Linked DNA regions of Mus musculus: region 1 is linked to region 2. The links are chromatin contacts, called in public Hi-C maps. All regions are on one chromosome and are shown on one strand. Each heading gives the region's core, a stretch centred on a gene start, on an enhancer-like site or on the middle of the called end of the contact. The rest is flanking DNA. Distances are from core to core; before and after follow the strand shown.

Region 1 (4,551 bases), core at 1,574-4,073, 260 kb after region 2:
GGGGTTGTTTTTATCCCCAGTCTATTCCTAACCTCCACCACTAGAAGAAGCTCCCCCACCCCCATTTTCCTTGCCCTGATGTGCTGAGATGTTCACGTGAGAGGCTCTCAGAAACCTTCTTTCAGGAGGAACAATAACTTCAACCTGATCCCTGTGATCTGGACACCATTGTGGTGGGAAGGGGAGAAGAAGAGCTTTGTGGGGGCCCCGATACTTCTGTGGGTGCAGAAGCAACTGGCATATAATTGCAAAAAGGGTTGAAAGGAGTAAGGGAGGAGAGGAGGAGATTTGTCGGGACGGGGCGGGGGGGGGGGAGTACTGCAGCGTGGTAATTGGAGATAGTAGATGGCAACCCCCAGTGAAGCTGGGAAGAAAAGACTGTGTGCTTCACAAACACAGGACGGAAGGGGTTTCATGTTTAATGTAAATACACCTGCCGTTTGTTCTCCAAAGCACTGGTTCCAGGTTTTGAGATAAAATAGCATTTTGAACATTGTGCCAGTGGAATTTGTCTTTCTGTGCCCAGGCACTGCTGTTCACTTTGTTCTCAGCAGAAACTAGAGAAGGGAGAGAGCCCTGACTGGCTCCAAGGTCTTACCCCAGCCAGCATTGCTACATCCACCGAGTCTCAGTCTGGATCTCCCCCCTTCCCCCCCCCCCCCCCAGACAGGGTTTCTCTGTATATATAGCCCTGACTGTCCTGGAACTCACTCTGTAGACCAGGCTGGCCTCAAACTCAGAAATTCACCTGCCTCTGCCTCCCAAGTGCTAGGATTAAAGGCATGAGCCACCACTGCCTGGTGTTACATCCTTTTTGTTTGTTTGTTTGTTGGTTGGTTGGTTGGTTGGTTGGTTGGTTGCTTGGATCCCTTGACATTGCCCAGCAGACAGTCACCCTTGTGGCCAACCCTGATCATGTCACCCCCTGCTTCTACGCTTACCACTGTGTTATAAACAGAGGCAGAAACCCTTACTTCTCTTACAGAAGTCCCCACTGCTTTTTGCCTTATGCCCATCCATCTATCAGATGCTCATCCCTGGGTGGTCATTGCACTGGCAGCCCCCAACCGAGCGAGCCTGTACTGGTCCCCTGCCTGCAGAGCCTCCTCCTCCTCAGTTCCCTTCAGCCTCAGTTCTGTCCATAGTTGGTGCCCTATGTTATTTCTTTAGGGTGCTTTCTCTGAATCTAGCCCACCAGTCAGAGATACTGACCCTCTCTTACACTGCTCTTGGTACCCCATGTCCTCCCTTTGTGGCTTTTGTCCCTGATTATAAGGATGAATTTGTATACTTATTTGATTGATCTCTGTGAACTCTACCAGTTCAGTGGCTCTGAACCTTCCTAATTCTGTGTCTATTTAATACAGTTCCCCATGTTATGGTGACCCCCAACCATAAAATTGCTTTCATTGCTACTTCATAACTGTAATTTTGCTACTGTTATGATCATGATGTAAATACTTACATACTTATGGAGACAGAGTTTTGTCAAAGGGTCATGACCCCACAGGTTGAGTACCATTGTTATATTGTGGGGGTCATTCAGGCTAAGTTGGCTTTGTAGTGATGTTGGTATTGCCACAAGCCTGATACTTAGAAGGTACAAGTGTTTGCTGAGTGAAAAACTGAAGAACATATCTTAGTTAAAACACCTAAGCAAATGAGATGGGGAAAAAATTCTACAGTTATAATTCTACAATTGAACAAACTCTATTTTTGATTTTTTAGTGTATACTTTTAAGTTTTTATTCATTCTATTAAAATAAAATGGCTTCTCATTTAATTGTATTAGACACATGATTGAATATCCACCAATTGTATTTAACTTCCAATCATTTTTTTAAAAATTAACTTGTGTCTCTAGCTGCATATATAACAGAAGATGGCCTAGTCGGCCATCATTGAGAAAAGAGGCCCCTTGGTCTTGCAAACTTTATATGCCCCAGTACAAGGGAATGCCAGGGCCAAGAAGTGGGAGTGGGTGGGTAGGGGAGCAGCGGGGGGTGGGGGGAAGGTATAGGGAACTTTCGGGATAGCATCTGAAATGTAAATAAAGAAAATATCTAATAAAAAAAGAATCAAAAAATTTAACTTTTTGTAGTGAGACCTCCCCCCCCCCAACATGATTATATGATATGTTATTTCATGGAAACTGATGCAGAAATGACATCGTGTCACCTTAGTGAGTCAACATCTTACATAGCCAAAACGAGTACATGCCACAAAATCAAGGTTGAACGTACAGGCAAATGGAACCATGTGGCAAAGGATTTCTAGACCATGCGGGGAGCGTGCTGGCCACAGGAAATGGCTGTGGCTGGAAGTGGGGAATGTGGCAGGCTGTTAGAGTTGCTACCTGCTCCTGGTCAAAGCAGGCCTCTTGTGTGGAATGCCACCATGGCTCTGGGACATGGGCAAGAAAAATGGTTGCCCTGGGATTCTCTAGAACCCTCTTGGGCTTGTAACAGGGTACTGACGGAGGGTGTGTTTTTCCTTGCTTCATGCCGAGGCAGTAAGGAGAAGTCACTTGGGACCCACAGTGCTGTGGAAGAGGGTGTGATCAGTCAAGTTGATCACACTAATTCAGCCTTTAGCAGACAGCACAAAACAGTGACTCTGTAATGCAGATCCCCCACAGCACCTTCTGATGGAATGACCCTGAATGACTTAGGTACTGCTTGGTTTACCACAAAGGCAAGGAAGGAGGGCTAGGAAGGGTAGCCACAAGGGGGCACTAAACCAGAGCCAGAGGCACAGAGTAGGGCTGGTTCCTGACCTTTGTCACTGTTTCCTGCTCTCTGCTGAAGAAAGGTCCCTTCAAAGGTCCAGATGACAGCAGGCTGATTGTATTTCAGCCACCCCACACTGCGTGCTTGCTCTGAGCGGACACCTTTTGCTGCAGAATCCAGGAGCAGTGAGGTCATTACCACTTTCATCCCTGATTTATACACTAACTCCTTGAGACACGAGGAGGGTGGAAAACAGGATTTGAACGCAGATCTGTGTGAGCCCAAATCCTGTGCTTTCCCAACCACTACTGATGAGGAATCTCAGTAGGTTCTTAAGAAGGAGCACGCTCCTCTCCGGAGGGTTTGTGACCCAAGAGTATGAAGAGAAACAAGGCGAGCTCTGTGTTCCCACTTGGGGAAAGTTAATATTTCACTGCTCTCGAGAATTTAGGAGCTTGGTTAAAAACTCACTATTAAACAGGGATTTTCTTTAATTCCTTTTGTTTAAAGATTTTCTTGTGAAACACTCTATGTACTGTGCCTCCCTCTGAGACGTCAGTGGTGCCAGACCGTTAGGGAGTTTGTGTAAATAGAGAGACGGCCAAATGCTGCCCACACAAGTCGTGAGGCATGAGGCTGAGTGTGTGAAATGGTTTCACAGGCAGCCAGGGCTCAGAGAGTGTCCTGGGACCTCACCTGCTTCCCAGGATCTGAGGACAGGGCCGTGCAGGCCTAAGGATAAAGATCCAAAAATTGTCTGACTGTTCATTGGGAAAAGGCGAAGTCTGATAAGGAGATGCAACCGTTTAGTCTTGAAAGGTCAATATTAATTATTGTTAATGCATATCTGGATTTCTTTTCTTATTTTCAAACTGACACTTCTTACAAAAAACAGGAATATCTAGAGAGTAAATAATGGGACAAGAATGCTTTGAAACATTTTTGAAATGATGGTTCAGTGCCTGGGGTCAAAGTGTAGAGCTGGTTTTCTTCATGTATTAAGAAAATACATAATTTTTAAAAAAATTAACATTGTTTTGGGCAGGACTGTATTATATTTACATGTTGAAAAATGCTTTTTTGTTTTTTTACAACTAATAGGAGCTTAGCATTGTGAATAAGGAGCAAAGAGAGCCGGTGTGGATGAATGCCCTCTTTCTTTAGTTGCAGAATTTAATAGCTGCCACTGAGAACGTTTTCTTTTAATCAGAGAAAAAAATTATTTTGTCCTTGACATTTATGCCAAAAGCCAGCCTAGAGAGTATGTTTTATAGCCAGTGCTGGATTACCCTAAAGGTAGAATTTTCCTATGTACAATATTCACTGAGTAGATTTGATTGCGTTAGATAACCGATCTATTAGAGAATCTTTCCAGTAGTTCCCCAAAGATGAAGATGCCTGGTGACAGGAGGATCACAGGTAAGTGCTCACATGCTTCCTGACTCTGTGACCTTGAGTGACCAGTACTGAGTCTGTTTCTTGATACAGGAGGAGATCTTATGTGCCAGCACCGTCATGCTGTCATAATGATTAATGTGGCTAAACATTTAACATAGTCCTTGGCAATTATTGAGTAGTCACTAAGTATTTGTGATACAGAAATGATACAATAACTTAAAACTTGCCCCAGAGAATGCTTCCTTTGTGATCTGGTGAGCCCTAAGAATGTAGAGAAAATGAGATGGCTCAATCTTCTAGAACAACTGCTAAATCTAAGTTTAGCAGAGGCAAACGAAGCTTAAGACACTGCATGCGGAGGTTGTTAGAGAGGCTCTGCTACTTTATTAAATGCCACGGGGAAACTGTCTGTCACCTCTTAGCT
Region 2 (4,154 bases), core at 770-3,269:
GCGTTGGCTGGAGAAATGAATGGCCTTTCTCCACTGCTGTGGACCAATACTCTGGGCTCATAGTGGTAAGAATTTTGGGCCATGGCAAAAGTAGAGAGCTATGGGCCAGTTGTTGGGTACATCCTGTTGCTTTTAGCTGAAGGAGAAGCTGGCTTCCTAGGCTTTGCACCCAAATCAGGGTTAGCACTTCTGTCCCTGTGACCTTTCTAAAAACTGAACCCTGTGAATGGAAGCATGAACCCATTTGAGCCCTAGATCTGGTGCTTGTATGAGACCTAGACATAGTAGCTAGTTGTCCAATAAATATGTGTTACTGGAAAGAAAGAAGAAAGGAAAAAAGGGAGAAAGGAAGGAAGGAAGGAAGGAAGGAAGGAAGGAAGGAAGGAAGGAAGGAAGGAAGGAAGGAAGCCAAAGAGGGAGGGAGGGAGGTTTCCAGCTTGCGGATGAGAAAGGGATCCGGATCTTTGGGAGGCCAGGAGTGAAGGGGTTCATAACTCTGCCATTGTGAAATTGATTGGGCCCAAGACCAGTATGAAAGTTCCTTGTCTGAAGGGAGCAATCCTTAAATCCCCCATATGGTTTAAATGTAATCTGTGTCATTGTGAAGGAGTACTGGCAACGCAGGCGAATTCATTAGGCCAAATTGGGTTCGCTCTGCTCGACAGTAGCGTTTCTGAAGATGAAGTTCAACCTTTGCTGGAGAGCTAAAACGGATGAGTTTCTTAATAGCTGCCCCACTTAGTCCGAGCGGCTCAGGAAGCTTAATGTTTTTAATGCCTCTTCTTTTTTACCCCACTTCACAGTCCATCTAACATTGCTGCTTCTGGTAATATTTTTATATGAGGTTGAGTTCTATGGTGTCTGTAAAATTATGACTTCATGTTCTTTTTTTTTTTTTAAGAAAGGAAGCTTTCTCCAGTAAGCGTCTACCATGTGTCCTTCAGGCTTCTGTTTGCATATTGATAAATACAAGACTGGGCATGTGTAGCCATCTAAATGGATACGTTTGTAATTTCAGCTTCAGAAAGTCCTTCACCAGCAAGCAGCCCAGGTGGAGCAGAGAACATGCCAAAATGTCATGCGCTGTGTGGGAGGAAAGCTGGGTGGATTTGTCTAGGCACCCCCATGCCCACGTGCTCCCGAATGTACCCTGGGACATCGGGGTCTCATTAGGAAGGTTGCAGTGCCTTGGGTCACTGCTCTGTTAGTTCAATGAAGAGATCACTGGAATAATATTTCATAAATCTAGCTCTTTGGTTGCATATGCCAAGACACATATGTTGGTCTAATTTACAAGGCTCTAAGAAATGAAGGGGAACTTGGCACAGAACTTAAAATAGATGAATTTTAAAAAAAAGCTACTCGTAATAAGTCAAAAAAGTCATGGTAGATAGCTATGAATAAAACAAGCTTGCTTTTAAAATCAATTTCAAAGAATTTCATTAAAAAACAAAAAAACAGGAGCTCTAAATAAGCCATAAAAAGTGGTTGGTTTTTGGCAGTCTGGTTCTCAGCGTAATACATGTGCCTCATGGGCTGTTTTCACATCTGCAGATTTTCTTTCTCTTTGCTTTCAGTTGGCAAGGCCAGCAGTATACAGTTACAGTTCTCTCTCAGAGGTGTATCAACTCCAGCCCCGTGTCATAAGGGATCTTGATCACCTGTCTCTTCCACAAACTATCACACTGGTCTACTATATGGACGACATGGTGCCGATTGCACCATGTGAGCAGGAGGTAGCAACCACTTTGGATTTGTTGATAAAACGTATATGTACATCAGAGGATGGGAAATAAATCCAACCAAAATTCAAGGGCCTTCTACCTCAGTGGAATTCCCAAGCATCAAGTGGTGTGGGGCATGGAGAGATTGACCTTCTAAGGTGGAGGGTAAGTTACTACACTTGCCCACTCCTACCACCCGGGAGAAACCTGTTTGAATTTTGGAGACAGCACATTCCACACTTGGGTGTGCTACTCAGGCCCATACACCAAGTGACTCAGAAAGCTGCTAGCTTTGTGTTGGGGCTGGAACAGGAGACAGCTCTTCAGCAGGTCCAGGCTGCTGTGCAGGCTGCTCTCCACTTGGACCATATGATCCAGCGATCCAATGGGACTTGAGCTGTGGGTAGTTGGTCAGTGTGGCCATGTCTGCTCTATGAAGGACACCAGGCTCCCATGCCAGTTGAGTGCTTTTCAGCCATGTGCCCATTAACTCTGCTGATCCTGTGCTAGGCAGCTGCTCCTCCCCCATCACAGGACTATTCCTGCCTCTGAGAGGCTAGCTAGCTGCTTACAGAGCTTGTCTTCTGTCACACCCAAATTGGCACCCTGGTAGATAAATAATTTTGGTTTTCAAAGGTGGTGATTCACAGCTCCCTTCAAAACCTTACTCTCCACTTCCTATCAGACTCCCCAGACCTGTGGTTTGACCAGTCCTGGTTTACTTTTTAAACTTTGATGATACGGCTTCTTAATTGGTAATTTCTGCTGACCTAGACAAGAAACTCACAGGATGAATTTTAAATTGATTATTAGGAAAACCTCAGGGGACAGAGGATATTAGATATTAAATTTGTTGAGATAAACTGTTTTAAAACATTTTAGGTTCTTCAAATGTAAAAGACAATTTGCTTCATTAAAATGTTTCCTTGAGAAGGCTGGAGAAATTCTTGGCAGTTAAGAGAGGGTACTGTTCTTCCAGAGGTTGGTTCTCAGCACTCAGACCCAGCTACTTCACAGCTGTCTGTAACTACAGATCTAGGGCATCCACTGTCCTCTTCTGGCTCCATAGGTACACATGGCATATAGCAGCCAGACATACACATATACACATAAATGAAAATAAAAATGTTTAAAGTGTTTTCTTGAGAGTAAAGTCTGTTTAAACAGACAGTGTCATATGCCTGTATGTCAGCAGAGGCTAGCAGGATTTCACGTTCCAATGCCATGTGAGCTACATGATCAAGGCCAGTCTGGGTTATATAGTAGGACCCTATCCAAAATAATTAATCATATTATCCTATTATTTGTCTAATTATTAGCAACTGATCCAGGTTTATATACATAGGAAAATATATCTATCAACTCCTCATTGTTCTGTATTTCTCAAAAATGTGGTGAATCCCTAGAGTCATTTTTCTATAAATTTAAGAGGAGAGCCTAAATGTTGGTGGATACTCTCACTAAGCCATTGTTACCCCCAGTGCTGGAGATGCCCCTGGGCATTGCCCATGCTGACAAGAGCATTCTCCCTAAGCTGTACTCCAGCCCCATTTGGTTAAATTCTTGGTGGCCAATGAGCAGATCGGTTGGTTCCGCTAGCTGATCATTTCTCTTCTACCTGGGATGGCGTGTGGGAAGGACATAATTCTGTGGGTCTCAGAATGGCATCGAAGCAGGGAGACCAGAGGTAACTGAGATCCCGCTCCCATTTTAAGCTTGACCTTTTATTTGCTCAGTGGCTCTAAACAACTTTAGCTGCAGATGGCCCAGAGGCTCCAGTTCAAGAGGCAGCAGGGAAAGTGAGAGCCATACCCGGTATCTTGTCCTAGCCTGCTTTAGGGACTGCAGTTGTTCCATCTTAGCCTTGGCTTCCAGAGCAGAGGCTGGCAGCTCTCTGGTGTCTGAAACCAAAGTCTGTTGTAGGCAGCGCTCCGGGGCACTCTGCCCTAACGGGAAACGAGGCAAAAATAATTGAAGGGTGTTCAGCTTCATTGTGTGGGCAGAAGGATCTTCATCCGAACGACTTTGAAGATCTGCTTCGTGTGGGGGGGGTATGGGTGGGTGTGTGACCCGTAACTTTGTCTCAGGAGACAATCACCATAGGGAATTAATGAGACTTCCTAACCGACAGTGATGGTCCAAAGGAAAATTCTGTGTTGTTTACTCAAAGGACACTGTGGCAGCTTCAGGTCCGATAGACCATTTGGGGGACCCTCAGCTACTTCCTGGACACCCTCACAGAGCCAAGTATTGGATATGAAAGATGAGTGACTTTGAAGAATGGATTTCTGGGACATACAGGAAAACAGAAGAGGGTCCACTCCCACTGCTGACTTTTGCCACAGCTCCTTACCATGACCAGAAGCCAGGAACAAGTGGATTACGGAAGAACACCTATTACTTTGAGGAAAAGCCTTGCTATCTGGAGAA

The links. A called contact is a pair of places that touch in the nucleus more often than the background predicts.
Region 1: a Hi-C map of muscle stem cells shows a contact between it and region 2, with 2.2 times the contacts expected there. The contact joins two enhancer-like sites. A contact is called at or near these places in 9 of 484 Hi-C or Micro-C datasets (embryonic stem cells, granulocyte-monocyte progenitors, granulosa cells and 4 more).

The regions. Positions count from the first base shown.
Region 1 is chr4:100,211,753-100,216,303 of GRCm38.p6, forward strand. The region is part of intron 1 of Ror1 (receptor tyrosine kinase-like orphan receptor 1); the gene reads left to right. Among named protein-coding and RNA genes, the nearest start is that of Gm12701, 94 kb to the left of the region's middle. Within about 2 kb of position 2,824, at least 41 of the 459 cell types and tissues checked have an H3K27ac peak or open chromatin away from gene starts, as enhancers often do. A contact at or near this core is called in muscle stem cells, where this site is marked.
Region 2 is chr4:99,952,007-99,956,160 of GRCm38.p6, forward strand. The region is part of intron 1 of Pgm1 (phosphoglucomutase 1); the gene reads left to right. Among named protein-coding and RNA genes, the nearest start is that of BC062258, 24 kb to the left of the region's middle. Within about 2 kb of position 2,020, at least 19 of the 459 cell types and tissues checked have an H3K27ac peak or open chromatin away from gene starts, as enhancers often do. A contact at or near this core is called in muscle stem cells, where this site is marked.